Regions from separate parts of the Sus scrofa genome. Here region 2 is linked to region 1. A link is a contact called in public HiChIP or PLAC-seq data. All regions are on one chromosome and are shown on one strand. Each heading gives the region's core, a stretch centred on a gene start, on an enhancer-like site or on the middle of the called end of the contact. The rest is flanking DNA. Distances are from core to core; before and after follow the strand shown.

Region 1 (2,700 bases), core at 63-2,562:
GAAGGCAAACAGGAACCATTGAAAGGTTTTGAGCAGAGGCATGATTGGTCAGATTCACCAGGCATACAGTATGAGATAGGGCTTAAGACCATCAGGGGCAACCTAGCAACCCAGCCTGACTCTCTATGTTCCTTGGGACATCTGTCCTATCCCTTGCGACTCCCTAACCAGCAAGCACCAAGGACACACCTTGGCCACAGAACCTAACCTGGTATCACCAAGAAGGTAGCCCTGTTAAGGCTAGGAGAATTTAATCTGGGTGAGACAAGCATGCAGACTGACAGGGAAAATTACCCAGCCCTCTGAGGGTTACCCAGCCCAAGCCCTGAGATCCAGTTAGAACCTCCTTTAACTTGAGGAAGTGGCTGGGAGTGATAGTAAAGTTACTTGTCCAAAGTCGCTAGATGATGGCACAGTTGATAGCAGGGTTAGAATGCCGTTTTGGTTTGTCTCATTCCAATTTCTGCTTTCTTCATGAAGCCACCTTCCTTAGAGGAGAGGGGAAAAAAGGGCGAGGTGGGGGGTAGGGGAGAGGAGATAGCGGAGAAGAGGAAGAGAGAAAGAAGCAAGGAAAAATAGGAGCAGAAAGAGAAATTAGTCTTTCAAAGTGGCAGAGGAGGAAGGAGAGAGACAAACAGCAGGAGCAAAGCGGTGGCGGAGGAAAAAAAAGGAAAGAAAGGCGAGATGTGGGAGAATTGGAGCAGAGACAAAAGGGCAGGGAGACAGACAGCGACAAGTGGAGAAAATTGCCGAAACTTGAGCGGCAACGAATTCTGAGCGCAGAAACCCGTTGGCCTCTCCCAATCCGTGCGCACTTCCACCTGACCCTATCCCCCAGCACCGTTCCACTTCGCTCGGGGTGGTGGTCTGGCCCCCACATCACGGGCCCCGGCTCGGTGGAGACACCCGGTCCACTCTACGCTCCGGCTTGGTTGTGCCAAAGCGTTCTCGCTGGAGCATGGTTTCAGCCACGTGGGGAGGGGCGGGGCCCAGTTGCGGAGAAGCGCCTCCGATTGGATAGGGGGCGGAGTTCTTGGCTGTGCGCCTGCCGGAGCCCGCCCCCGAAGGCGGGGCCAGAAAATTCACAGCTGGAAAGGGTGGAGCCCGGGCAGCGCAGCTGGAAGGGGGCGGGGCCCGACACGCGAGGCTCGCCGCGGCGGGCTGGGGGCGCCCTGGGCTGCCATAAAGTGAATGGGCGCCGGCGGGGGGTGGCAGTGCACGGCGAGGCTCACTCTCTCCCAGCGAGTCCGGGAGCGCCGGAGCGGAGCGGCGGCCTGGGCGCAGGGGGGCGGCCCCCACCCCGGCCGGGTGCCCGGCCTCTGGCCCCTGCTTGCCCTCCAGACTGCGGCCGCCGCCGCCGCTGCCGGGAGTCTGCCTGCTGCGGGACTCACTGTGAGTGCTTGACCATGCGGGAGACAGGGACTCACGGGGCCGAGGGGCCATGGCTGGACTTTGGGATCCCTAAAACGGGACCTAGGGAGGCTGAACTGGAGCACGGTGCCTGGGGAACGGGTCGAGACTGGGAGGGCGGAGTGCAGACCCGGGGCCAGGACTTAGAAAAAGGGAAACTTAGCGTCAGGACTCGGAGGACAGATAAGAGGAAGACTCAAGGGATCGAAGAGAAGTCGGAGACGTGAGGTCAGGACAGGGGCTCTGCGAAGCGGACAGTTGAGTCGGGAAACCATTACCAGAAAGCACCCTGGAATCCGGAGGCGCGGGGCCAGCAGCTAGGGAGTGAAAGGGGTTGCCGAGGCCCTGGCCAGCCGGGGGAGCTGGCGGCGGTCGCCCAGCAAGGGGGCAGATGGCGGTGCCCGACACCCCTCCCCACACACACACACACACACACACGCTGGGTCTCAGACTCCAGGGACTGGAAGCAACGATGCGTTGGTCGCACACGCTTCTTTTCCCAGCTGCTTCGCAATTGGGATAGGAGCCGTTTTCCGAGAGCCGGGCCGCGACCGGGTCAGATGGCCGCTGTGCGGGCTTCAGGCCGAGTCTGGGTAGTCCGAGTGACTAGGAGGAGGGTCTGGCGTGTCCGCTTGGGTTGTCAGGGCCCTGATGGGTCCCGACCTCGGGCAGCCACGGAATCGGACGGAATGTCCGCAGCGCGCGGGGCTCGGAGCGGACAGAATGTCCGGGGCAGAGAGGTTGGTCTCTCCGGAGCAGGCGCTGTGTTGGGCAGCGGTGGACAGAATGTCCCTGGCCGAGTGGCATGTCCATTTACCCGGCAGCGCCTGCCCAGCTGCTGCGTGTACGGTGGGGTTCGCTGTGGTGGGTTGCCTAAAATCCCAGCTCACACTTTGCAAACTTGTCTCTGTTCCTAGGGCTGCCGGGTGAAGCCTGGCCTTGGGTTGAAGTGGAGGCAGGAGACATTCCCTCTCCAACTCAGGCTAGATCTAAGCATCACCCTGGACTCCCAGAATCCAAATTTGTGGGGAGAGAGCCAGTGGTGGGATTGCTAATGGGAACCAAGACCAGGAAAGGAAGGAACGAACCACAAAGGGCAATGGGAGGGCAAGGAGGAGTCCAGCACAAGCCCCTGACAGCTTCAGTTCCCTCACAAACTCAGTCAATCTCTAATTCCAGTACAGCTGAACAGACACCCCCATACTCTTTGCCTGGTGTCAGCAAGCTAAACTCTTCCTCACACTGAGCAAGAGCCCAGGCCCAAAGAACGAACCGCAGCCCTTTAGCAAA
Region 2 (2,700 bases), core at 30-2,529, 110 kb before region 1:
CATCCTGGTTAGTCTTTGTTGTTGTTGTTGTTGTTTTAAGGGTCGCACTTGCAGTATGTGGAAGTTCCCAGGCTAGGGGTTGAATCGAATCAGAGCTGTAGATGCTGGCCTATGCTACAGCCACAGCAATGCCAGATCCGAGCCGCATGTGTGACCTACACCACAGCTCACAGCAACGTCGAATCCTTAACCCACCGAGTGAGGCCAGGGATCAAACCCATATCCTCATGGATACTAGTCAGGTTGGTAACCTGTTGAGCCACAATGGGAACTCCCATCCTGGTTAGTCTTTGACATCTAGTCAAAGAATCTCTTTGTCCTATTACCACATGCCTCTGTTCAGTATCATGAATGGCTACTTTAGAGGTCACGCAGAATAAGCCAATTTCATGATGATAATAGTATAGGAGGTGACCCAGCTCCTCCTATCACCCCAACTCTCCAAGTGTCTCCTAATCAACACAGAAAATCCTATATTCTCAAGGCCCCAGCCTGAGTTCTCCCTCATAATCCTGCCTGACAGGGCCCTTATTCAGGCCTCTAGGGTCCACAGAAGGACCTTTCCTTGCTTGGGAGACCCAGGACCTTCTCAGTGCTGTGTGGTGTTTCAGAGCTCCTAGTGAATGGCAGTCTTGCTCCTACCTCACAAACTCCTGGGGGATCCATTTCTCCCATTTTTTCAGTAATCCCGAGTTAAAATAGTTTAAGCTCTACTGATCTTTTTCTAACTCTCATCCTGTGAGCTTGAATGAAGTGGCAAAGTTAATTTTCCAAAAAGACTGGTACAAACGACAGGTCCTTAAAATCACAGGCAGGGCCTCACAAGTAAGGTAGTCAGTGGCACAAATCCTGGTCTGGCAGCTGTGTAGGGTCACACAAAAGGCTGGTTGTTGGAATAGGATCTAAAATAATCCTAGAAGCCTTGGGTCACAAAACCAAGGGGTGGAGGGCTGTTCCTTCTAGAAGGGCAGCCTAAACAAAAGATTGGTTCACTAAACAGAGCTTTGCTAGGACCCCTTCTTTAGACTGTCCTCCTTTTCTGGCCACCCTGGAGAAGACTGCAGAGAAATCTGCTAATCTCACCTCCTTTGCCTCTGGCTCTCATACACTCCTTCCTGTTTCTTTTCTCATGCCCACTGCGATCACCACCTCCAGCATTCTTTTTTCCCCACCACCGGAAACTCCAATGACCAGCTGGCCTGAGGTCTCCAATAACCAGCTTGTCTGCCAAGCCCATGAAGGGGAGGAAGTAATACTGATGAAAGAGCAGAGGGAAAAGGCACAGAGGGCAGCTACTGGAGGCTGTGAAGAGAGATGACCTGCAGGTGGTGCTCAGGGTAAGGCTTTACGTAGCTGGCCCTGCTTTTTGCTTAGGAAAAGTATGAAGCTAGGACTAGGGTGCCTGGAGAGGCCAATGCATCTATTCAGAACATAGCTGGCACCCAAGATACCCGCTGAGGATCCTGAATGCTTCAGTTAAGCAAATCCGACTTTCCAGAAAAGATAAAGGGTTTTCTTGCCTTAACTGACGGCTGTTTTCCTTTCTAGTTACCTACTGCCTGAGCTGCCTCTTTTCTTGTCTCCTTACTTAGAAACAAGGACAGCTGCCTGTTTTCTATGTTGCTCACCCTTGCACATGGGCAGGCAATAGGAGAAAAAGAATTCAGGAGCCTGAATGACAAGACCAACTAAAAAAGGAATCCCCAAAAGACACCATAAACAAATTCAGATACACACTAGAACAGGAGAAAATATTTGTACTACTACAGTAGACAATGGGTTAATATCCTCACTGTACAAAGAACTCCTACAAATTGATAAGGAAAAAAACCCCTCCTCAATAATATAGTAGGCAAAGGAGAAAAAATTCAAATGTTCAAACTCAAGAAAATAAAAACAACAAAAGACCAGTTTTCACACACCAAATTTGCAGAAATAAAGGATGTCAATAATATTCAGTGTAGGTGACAGGCTGGGGAATTGGAAACTCTCAAGCTTTACTGTTGAAAGTGCAAATGATTTACTCTTTTGGAAAAGCAAACTAGCAGTACATATAAAAACATAATTATAACATGGACTTTAATCCAGAAATTTCAAGTACAGGAATCTGTCACACAAAAGGAAAATTAATAAAGACACATGAACAAGGATGCTTACCTCAGCATTACTTCTAATGGCTCAAAATAAACAACCTAAGGGTTCCCACTGTAGCTCAACAGGTTACCAACCTTACTAGTATCCATGAGGATGTGGGTTTGATCCCTGGCCTCGCCCAGTGGGCTAAGGATCCAGCATTGCTGTTGGCTGTGGTGTAGGTCACAAATGTGGCTCAGATCCAGCATTGCTGAGGCTGTGGCATAGGCTGGCAGCTGCAGCTCCGATTTGACCCTAGCCTAGAACTCCCATATGCTGCACGTGAGGCTCTAGAAAGCATAAAAACAAAAACACCTAAATATTAAATATTACTCAATAAGAGTGACTGAATGAATTGTGTTATATATATGCTATGGAAATGATACAACTACCAAAAAGAAAAAAAAAATCTTACCAGAGGTTGAGGTGAGGGGGAAGTGGTGTATTATTGCTTAATAGTTAGAATTTCTTTTATTTTTTATTTTGGCCACACCTGCTGCATATGGAAGTTCCCAGGCCAGGGACTGATCCTGTACCACAGCTGTGACCTGTGCCACAGCTGTCACA

What was found. HiChIP or PLAC-seq counts read pairs in DNA pulled down with a chosen protein or histone mark.
Region 2: an H3K27ac HiChIP or PLAC-seq map of alveolar macrophages shows a contact between it and region 1, with 4 times the contacts expected there. The contact joins the enhancer-like site here to the promoter of PITX3 in region 1. A contact is called at or near these places in 4 of 5 promoter capture datasets (fetal liver, fetal skeletal muscle, liver and 1 more), 26 of 47 Hi-C or Micro-C datasets (adipocytes, alveolar macrophages, brain and 15 more) and 2 of 2 datasets of contacts at active chromatin or transcription factors (alveolar macrophages and skeletal muscle).

The regions. Positions count from the first base shown.
Region 1 is chr14:113,240,005-113,242,704 of Sscrofa11.1, reverse strand. It overlaps PITX3 (pituitary homeobox 3), which reads left to right and starts at 1,312. Exons shown (of 6, transcript XM_021073065.1): 1 at 1,312-1,392.
Region 2 is chr14:113,347,875-113,350,574 of Sscrofa11.1, reverse strand. The region is part of intron 4 of GBF1 (Golgi-specific brefeldin A-resistance guanine nucleotide exchange factor 1); the gene reads right to left. Among named protein-coding and RNA genes, the nearest start is that of NFKB2, 57 kb to the left of the region's middle. Within about 2 kb of position 1,279, at least 6 of the 83 cell types and tissues checked have an H3K27ac peak or open chromatin away from gene starts, as enhancers often do. A contact at or near this core is called in alveolar macrophages, fetal skeletal muscle and skeletal muscle, where this site is marked.